2 separate regions of the Muntiacus reevesi genome follow, and region 1 is linked to region 2. A link is a contact called in public Hi-C data. All regions are on one chromosome and are shown on one strand. The core of a region is the stretch at or near the end of the contact, and the rest is flanking DNA. Distances in the headings are between cores, read along the strand shown.

The links. Hi-C and Micro-C count contacts between places; a contact is called where the count stands out from the background.
Region 1: a contact with region 2 is called in a Hi-C map of blood, with 4 times the contacts expected there. The contact joins the promoter of PROSER1 here to the promoter of COG6 in region 2. A contact is called at or near these places in 2 of 3 Hi-C or Micro-C datasets (blood and muscle).

The regions. Positions count from the first base shown.
Region 1 is chr11:21,659,587-21,664,368 of mMunRee1.1, forward strand. PROSER1 (proline and serine rich 1) reads left to right here and starts at 1,321. Exons shown (of 13, transcript XM_065902110.1): 1 at 1,321-2,184. The coding sequence starts at 2,140. It overlaps NHLRC3 (NHL repeat containing 3), which reads right to left and starts at 993. Exons shown (of 7, transcript XM_065902086.1): 1 at 705-993; 2 at 145-303. The coding sequence starts at 788.
Region 2 is chr11:21,209,565-21,214,570 of mMunRee1.1, forward strand. COG6 (component of oligomeric golgi complex 6) reads right to left here and starts at 3,050. Exons shown (of 19, transcript XM_065901886.1): 1 at 2,824-3,050; 2 at 427-570. The coding sequence starts at 2,976.

The sequences.
Region 1 (4,782 bases), core at 71-2,570, 450 kb after region 2:
AACCAAAACACTAACTTTAACTAAAAAAAACAAATTCCACAATTGGCGTAACATAAACGTACACAGATACTTGGTACAGTAACATAGGAAAGCTGTTTTCTTTGCGTTCATAACTTTAAAAACAAAAATCCCAGTTTTACTTACCTGGGCTACATAAACCAATCCGTTGAGGGAGTCAACTCCAACACAAAATGTTGCTCCAGTGAAGTATTCTGAATACTTCGGCCAATCCACATCCAGCCGGTAAAGAATCTCCTCAGCTCTCCAGGAAACTTTAAAAGCCAAGTGCAGATGTGGTGGGAGCTGGGGAGGAAGAGAAAATAAGGAAACTGACAGTGTACTTGCCTGGAGGCTCAGACTGTAAAGAATCTTGTCTGCAATGCCTGAGACCAAGGTTCTCTCCCTGTGTGGGGAAGATCCCCTAAAGGAGGACATGGCAACCCACTCCAGTATTCTTGCCTGGAGAATCCCAAGGACGGAGGAGCCCAGCTGGCTACAGTCCATGAGGTCGCAAAGAGTGAGACCCAACCGAACACACACACCACTTTACAAACTTTTCAACGCCAAGAGGCAACTCGTCGGCGGTTCGGCCTCAGGTGCAGTTTTGAGACCAGCCAGTGAGAGAACCAGCTCCATCTCCATCCCAAGACCACCTCCCAAGAGTGCTGCTACCCGAGAAGCCATTTCCTAACCATCCAGCTCACCCGAGAGGCACAGAACCGCGAATGCAAAACCAGAAGCGCTAGGAAGAAGCCAGCGCCGGCTATGCAGACCCAGAATCTCGTCATGACCGGACGGGAAGACTGGCGAGGCAGGACTGGCGGGCGGCTGGGGGCCGGAGGACAGTCTCAGGTCCTCGCAGTTCGTCGCGGCAGTGAGCTCTTAGCTCCAAAGCGCCTACCCCGGGTGCCCGAGGTTTCAGAACCAGAAACCACGGGACATCACAGCGAAACACAGTCCCCACTGGGATTCCGCATTCCCAGCGCGTTCCCTCCCCACCTCCACGTCACAAGCCCCGGGCTTACCACGTGACCGCCCTTCCGCCCATCCAAGCGGTGGACCTCTCCAGTCCAGCAAAATCGGGGTGCCCGTGGATATGCCTTAACCACTCGACGTACATTCTTTTAAATTTGGACTTACCAATCAAAAACGAGCACAATCAAACTCTAGAATTAAGGGCATGACCCTTCAAAAATAACTTCCAGGCTTTGGGTAAGGACTTCTACCGTATCCAATTCCGAGACCTACAGGCATCTGACAGGGACACCTACATTCCCACACCAGGACCCCTTCTTGGGCTCTCTGGAGAGAGGGGCCTAATCTGGCGGCGCAGAGTTGAGTTGACTCGGGCGCGACGGGCTCCATCGAAGGTCCCCCACGAGCCGGGGGAAGCCGTGGGGGTAACCAGGAAGCGCTCCCGGCGCTGTTGGCGCTGCGGTGTTCGGGAGCCCCCCTACCCGAGACCGTGACCCCCTTCGCCCGGCTCCCGTTGCTCGCCGGCCGCCGGCCCGCTCCCGGAAGCGGTGGCAGATGGTAACAAAGAGCCGGCCAGGCCGCCGCTGCCCGGGCTGCGGGACCCAGGAGTCCGGCGGTAGCTGCGGGGAGTGAGCGAGAGCCGGGCCATGAGGCCAGCTTCGCGGCGGTGAGGGGCAGCCGAGACGCTGGTGCGGGCCGAGAAGCCGGTGCCTCCCTCCTCGCCGGCCACAGGATTCGGGGCGCGGGTGCCTCTGCTTTTCGGGCCGCTGCACCCGGGAAGGCGGCTTCCCCGATCTTCCTCTGGCGGCTTCTGGCCTTGCTCTGCGGGGACAGACGCTCTGCCTCCGGCCACCGAACGCCGGGTTTTCTCTGCGGGACTCAGAGGACCCGGCTCTTCCCCAAGCGGTCCTGAAGCTTTGTGTAAAAAAGCCGGGGAAGCCTGACGGGTTTTGTTTTGTTTTTTAATAAAAAGTTTTTATAAGTCCCCATTTTTAGAAATTTTTGCAGACTTTGAAGTCCTCTACCTCTTGGCGCATCCTTCCTCCTGCTCCTTGAGTCTTTCTCCTTGGCTGGGAACATTTTTTACTCTCGGAGCGGACCGGGGATGAACGTTTTGTAATTGAAACTGTAACTGGTTAAAACCTCTTCGAGATAGTAGTCAAGATGGACAAAAAGTCCTTTGAAATGGTGCTGGATGAAATTAGAAAGGTAATTGCACTTAATTCCTTCAATCTTTGAGTTACGAATTCTCATGATCTCATGTTCTGTTTGGGGGACCCCGAGCAGATTGTGTAAAATACGAATTTGAGGATTGCAAAACTGGTTGGAATTTTAACGTCTAATGTAGGAGTTTATATCTTGATACATTTCACGATACAAAACGGAGATTTTTTGCTAACTCAACTGCTTGAGAATCAGACCGGTATTGCGGAGCTTATGTTCAGAGCCCTCGGTTCCCAAGCCCGCCCTACAAATCTTGAATCACTGTAATTTTGGATAAGTGATTTCGTATTTCTAAGCGATTTCCTCATCTTTCAGTAAGATTAAGAATGACTGAAAACTAGAAATATGTAAAAAGTTCCTTTAACGGTGGTTATGATGACAGGATTTTTAAGTTTGTAAGACTGTATTTGTTGCCTCGCGGGACAAAGTTAGTATCCTAATAAAAAGTGTGACATTAAGCTTAAAGGCAGATTCTTAGGAATGGCTTCAGTAACTTGCATTTCAAAGCTTTTTTTCTTCTGCTTGCCAGGTTTTTGCTTCGTTTTGAAACTATTGTAGGTAGCCTACATCCCAGTAGACAGCAAAAAATAAAAAAAAATTGGAATGTAACCTTGAGGCTTAACAGTATTTTAAGTGCAAAAAGTTAAGCCTTTACAAAATTAAACCTGAAAAGACTAACTATTCGTATGTTAATACAGGGTCCTTTGCTTAGAATTTCAGGGCTGTTTCCTTGCCATTTTCATATTTTCAAGACCCTTGATTGAAGTGGAAAGACTTGTTACCTTGTGCACTGGTGATTATTATTTATTTCAGCTTATGAAATTATTAATAAAATTGCCTGTTTTTCTTCATTCTGTATAAAGCAAAATTCTGTTTTCCTTCATCCTTTGTAAATTTTTTTTTCAAATTTGCTTGTTAGTTTACATTTGTAATGCTATTGAGTATTCTTTTTTTGAATCAAAATAAAATTTCTGCTTTTGCAAATCCAATTTGCCCAATGAAAATCTGCAATAAAATGTCAGCCTGTTCAGTACATACTTAGAATTTGCCACAGTTTGTTAATGAGCTGATGTTAAACTACTGTTTAACAACAATTTGCTCAGGGAGAGGAGTTGATTTCTTTTGGAAGCTCTAGGGTGTCGATTTGTATATTCTCTCCCTGCTAAATTGTGGAAAGATGACATGGTAAATACTAATGAAAGGGATAGAAACTTTTCTAGAGATTAAAGTCAAATTCATAACATAAGTCCCTTATTTCTGGTCTGAAATCAAGATGAAATCTTTTTCTGCCTGTGCCAAATAATTAGATACATCAACATAGTACTAGGTTATTAAAATAGGATGACAGTATGGTGTATCTAAGTATGAGAGTTACTGTTGGCTTTTCAAAATTGCTCTCAGACTTTGTAAATGTAAGTCAGTTTAAACCAGGCAATCTCTTCCTGAGTGTCATTATGTCTGTAGGTAATACTAGCTGTCAGTATTGTCATTTAAAAACAAAGGCATGTAAGAAGACACTAGAAAAAGAAATAGGAAGAAGAACAGAGGGGGGAAGGCACTATGTAACCTGCTTTCTAAGAAGAGGCTAATAATAATATTCATTATTCGGCACTTAGAGAGTGTGCCTGTTTTAAGCACTTTCTCCATGTGTTCCCTGACTTAATCCGCCTAATAGCTCTCCAGGTGTAGGCTCTATACCCTTGGTTTTACAGATGGCAAGTCTCGTCTCTGGAGGTTAACTGGCCAGCTCAAAGTGACCCAGCTGATGAGGGAGAGGGTTCAGTGTTCAAGGTCAGGGATCTGACTCCAAGCTGTGGTGTTGTGCCTGGGGATACAGCTGGGTCTCTCAGGTGCTGATGAAAGAATTAAGACATGACTTGGCATCAACACAGTCCAGGATTTGGGCCAGAAACTTGCTTCTGATTGTGTCCAATAGTGGCAATAATAAACTCCCAAGAGTACATTATCCAGAATCCCATTCCCTTCCCTTTTTTCATGAAATTCAACTACTGAAGCTCCCTGCATGTTTCTGTGTTGACTGGTGATGGTGTTCTAGCAGCATGATGCATGTAGAAAGTACAATTATGATTGTTCTGGAATGAATGCAAAGGGATTAGTTGATTTTGGGCGGGGGGAGCGGAATATGATTGACCATATTTCTATATACTAGAAGGTACTATATACTAGTACTGTCCATATTTCTGTGTACTAGAAAGTGACCCCTCCCGTAAATCTAGTTATGATCTGGCACTGTACAAAGGGGATTAGTAGATTTTTAATGAGTGGTTGTTAGCAGATTGTGATAGTCTGGTATTTCCATCTCTAAGCTTAGCATATAGTTGCCAGGAGAATCATACATGATTTCCTGTGGCTCCAGATGGTGCTGGGTCAAGGCCACGAACTTCTCTCTGAACTTGCGTCACATTTACTCTTGACTATTTTAATCCTGAGGTGGGTAGTGATTGGTGTTCCCTTTTGTGGGTGAAGAGCCTCTCGGGACAATTAAAATAGCTCCCAGAGACCACACTGCCAGTTAGTGGCAGGCACACAGGTTGGCTTCTGGGTTCACATCTCAGTAGAAAT
Region 2 (5,006 bases), core at 1,800-4,299:
AGTAACTGATTTTAATTAATCTGAAAATTTCATAATTTAGGATGCAGTAAGGTTACTCAGTCCCTATTAATCTCCAGTGGAAAAATAGTTATCCAAGGGAGGTGTACTCAACGAAAGACTATTTCTACTGGAAAATCACTCAGAGAAATGGTTTTCTGTTGCTGTTTAAAATGCTAAAATTCGTAAAAGAATTTCCCAGAGCAAATGTTTCAACGTTCTAAGAAGCAGCATTTGTGGAGGTTACGGATTTAGAAATTGCATCAGTCCAAAGAAAGATGCTGCTGAAGGAATTGTTAATAGTTAAATTTTCTATTTGAACATGCTACACAAATAGCAAGCACATCAACTCTATATATAAAAACCTTAGCACAGAGCCAAGCATACAGTAAGCGCTCAATAAATGCTAAATGAAAAGAGTTTACATACTTCTTTCACTTCCTTGAAAATGCTTACAAACTCTTCATTGATGGCTAAACTCCTGCGTTCGATATCTCCACGTAAATTTCTTCGAGTCCGCAAACTATTTTCAACAAAAAAGGTTGACAGTGCCTTAAGAGCTTCCAACATCTCCTACATAATTGGTAATAAAAGAATATTATTGGGGCCAATTTTCAAATGTCTTTCTAATCTTAGGCAAAAATTACTGAAATCATTTCCCAAGAATTTATTTCCATTACACAATCCAAAAAATACCGGAAGACCTTCACATTAGTGAACAGCAAACTTATTTCTGAAACACAGTAAGGACATATTTACTTGTGCATCGTGACATATATACAAGGTTATTCATTGCAGAATTGTTTGAAATTGCAGATTAGAAAGAACCTTAATGTTCATCTAAAAAGGACTGGTTAAAGAGACTGATAACAGCCATTGTATGTACTTACATAGCGTGAGCTTCAAGATACAGGTAAGTGAAACAAAAAGTTACAGAAACATCTGTAACACCAAATGTTTAAAAAAAAGAAAAAAGGACTATGTACAGTACATGCATATTTACTGGTGCCTGCATAAACCAACTCTGGAAGGCTATATCTAAAAAATAAGTACTAACAGTAGCTTCTAGGCTGGGAACTGAGTAACTGGGAGCTGAACTTAGACTTAAGAGAGGAAGGTCTCTCTGAGACAACTTCTGAACCAAAATAATTCAAGCAAGATTTGATAGTGGTCAGTGGCTTAGCCCAAGATGGTCTAAGCAGATAAAAAAGAGATACTCCAAAAAAATTAGAATATATTTTTCAAGATTGAGCCTATAGGATTTGTAATGAACTGGATGTGAGATGTGGGGGAAAAGAAAACAGGAATAAAAAAAGCACTTATATGCTTCTTGCATGAAGGGTATATGGTGAGGTTCTTTACTAACAGGGGAAGAGAACCAGTTTGGAGAAAAATCAAGAATTCTGGCCATGCCGTCTGTGTGATATGGATCAGGTATCCAACTGGAGATGTCATGTAAACAACTGGAGCTTGGTAGAGATGTCAGGAACAGGGTTAGAAATTAGAGAATCATCATGCTTTTTACTATTTAAAAAGCTATGAGACTAAGAGAGTTCTTTAACAAAGAGAACATGGGTAGAGGGCAGAAGACCAAGCCCACTGTGTCCAATAGCACCCTAAATCCTACAGAGAGAATTCTTACACTTCAACTAACATATGTTCAAACAGGCTGAACTTTCCATGTTTTGATTACGCTATCATAAAAACACTGGACACATCTGGTTGCTCACCTAAAACTAACACTACACTGCAAATCAACTATACTTCAATTTTAAAGAATGACTGGAATGATAAAAACTGTAAGGCTATTTATATTCAGTTTAATATTTAAGAGACAGAAAAAATATCTTTAGCTATATATATTTATGGCAAAAAATAGATAAAATAAAGCTGTTTCTTTTTTGGAACACAGCCCTGATACGTCCTGGAGTCGTGGCTAAATGAGTGGTCAGTAAATGCTAAATGAACAAAATCACACAGACTAGGGGGCAAATGAACCCAGACACTCTCTCCATAACTTATTTTTCTCATGAGTAAAAAAGAAATAATGCTAATTTACCAGAGCAGCTGTATTAAAAGAGAAGATTCATGTCAATAATAGACACTTTAAACCCTTAATGAACTGTGTAAAATTAACATTTATTGAGAATTAACAAGAAACAACAACTGCAGCCCTGTGCTGAGCATTTCACCTGGTTTCTCTCATTGAACCCTCGCAACAACCCTGACAAAGTAACTTGCGGTGTTTCCAATTTAGAGATTTAACATCAGCTTAGAAAAGTTAATGGACTTACTCAAACCAGAATGCACCAGTTTGCTGGTTATATCTAGTAAGTGGTGGTCCTAGAGACCACCTTTCTTAGTCCTCACAGTATAATGTGGACCGTCTTTCTTACTCATCATAGTATAATGTTATCTTTTATACACAAAGTCTTATCGATAGCTTACTGTCAGATGCCTACACATTTACCTATAAAACTCTCACTTCTACATTTTTTTTTTCCCTTTATGCCGTTATGGCTTGACCAACACCTGTCGGGGTCAGGGAGAACCCCTCTTCCACCGTTTGCCTTCCTGACCCAGAATCTTCGAGAAACCCTTTTAAATAAAGGTAACACCCTGGAAACCTCTTCGTTTCTCCAGGGTCTCCTCGGCTTCCCCCTTCTCATCTGCCCCACGTCGGCAACGCAACCTGGGGGTCCGGCGGGCCTGGGGTGCCCTCCTCGAGGCGGGGACAAGACCCGAGCGAGGGCGCCGGACAGACGACCACCCCCGAACCCCGGCTCCCAGGGATGCGCGACCCTCGGCCCCTCCAGCCCCGCTCACCTTGTCGTTGTCCAGCCGGGTGTCCAGGATCTTACGCAGCTTCCGCGACAGCGGGTTGCTGGTCTGCGCCGAGGTCCCGCCGGCCCCATTATTGAGGCCGTTGGCAGCCCCGGTCGCGGGCACTACGACTACTTCCCCGCTGCCCTCGGCCATAGTGCCTCGCGTCCAGCCCCCGGAGAGGCGCCGGCCACCTCAGCCCAGGGGAGGGACGCGCCAGTAGCCGCGTAGCGCGCATGCGCGCACAGGCCGCGCCTGCGCCCTCGGACGGCTGTGCCCCGCCCACTGCTGTTCAGCCTGCCTCCTAGGAAGCTGGTGGGAGGGGTAGAGAAATCGAAGGAGGCGGAGCACGGCTTCAGGCCGGAAGGAGGAGACTCACGCGAGACTGCGTTTGCAAAGTGGACTGAAATTCAAATCAGGTGTAGAGCTGGGATATTACGGTTTATGGGATTAAAGAGATTTCGTAATCCTTCAGTCTGTGAAAGTCTGAGCTAGACTTACATACACTGAGACCTGTGCCTGGGCAAATATGTTCAGTTAAAGCTAATTCTAGTTAAGTTCACTTAATACTGTGCAGCCGTCTTCCGCTGTGAAGGAGATTTAACTGTGGATGCGCGAAGAATTCCTAAATACAGTATGTGAAAAAAGCAAGGTGCGTTGCAGTGTGTGTAGTGTGATCACCGTGTGTGTGTGTGTGTGTGTGTGAAATACCGGTACGTGCAAATTTGGGCTTTTTTTTTCTTTTTAGGATGGCATTCCTTTGGCAGACAGACTTACACTTTTCATTTGTACCTTTCCAAATAGACTGAAGTTTTCTAATCTCCCTTATGTGTTACTGAATATATTAGCTGAGTGCATTAAGGTAGGGGGCCCACTTTTCTGTGTTTATTTGTACTTCTCTGAATTTGCAATTGTAATAAAAAGGAACAAGATAATTTGGAAATTAGAAATATAGTAGGATGAAGACAGGAAAATTACTGTAAAATTTAAGGATGTTTAAAGCAATTTATATGCTTTTTAATATTCACCTATTATTCTTTTGTAAGGCTAACTGTAAATTTTAAGCTAAGTGTTGGAAATCAATACTTTTAAACAGTTCAATATTTTCCAGCAGTTAAAAACGAATATTCAGGTAAGCCTCATCAGAGACGTAGGTTTTATATATGTATTTATTTAAATATGTTTATGTATAATATTTATATATAACAATTTTATTGAAGATAAGGTTTTCTTTTAGTGAAAATGTAAAGGTATTTATGTATATTAAACTCCTTACGATAATAGACACTGAAAGAATTAGAGGCAAGCTCTGACCTAAATATTTTAATTTAGTGAGAGAACAAAGACTTATATGTAAAAGAATAAAGCATTTTTATATAACCGCAGAAGAACCATGCTTAAGTGTAAAATGCAGACATTCTTGCCTTCCAAGTAGCAATTGAAAGGAGAGCCTCATCAATTTCCCTGTCTCCCCCTTTGGTTTTTTATTAAAGCTTTCCTGCTCTTTAGTGTCTGAAATAGGTGGAAGTCACACCATATTGCTCACTGTGACTTTATCAAAATATAATATGGCATTTATTAAAGCCATATGTGGTGAATCATAGAATAAAATAGAATATTCAATCCTCTATATTCTTCCCTCTATTAAAAGCACAAGTGCATTTTCAGCCGTGTCCGACTCTCTGCAATCCTAAGGACTGTAGCCCTCCAGGTTCCTCTGTCCATGGGATTTCCCAACCAAGAATACTAGAGTGGGTTGCCATTTTCTTCTCCAGGGGATCTTCCAGACCTAGGGTTCAAACCCGTGTCCCCTGCGGCTCCTGCATAGGTGGGTCCTTTACCTCTGAGCCACCTGGAAAGTCGAAAAAAAACCACAGCTTCTATTATTTAGCATCCAAATAATTGAGAATCAGGCTCAGTGCTAGATCCTTTTAATGCACTGTTCTCTGTGCCTATTCTGCAACATCAAAATCATTACCATGTTATCATGTCTTTAGTATTTTATGATGAGTAAATGAATAAGTAATCCAAGGCTATGGAATCCTTCCCAAGGATATGAGGCTAACCTCACACCACATACTTACTTACTAAGTTAGCAATAGTTTTCATATTCCATTACTGCTTCCTCAGTTTTTGTTTTGAGTTATGTACACCTCTCACTTGGAATGTAGGCAAAAACTTTAGCA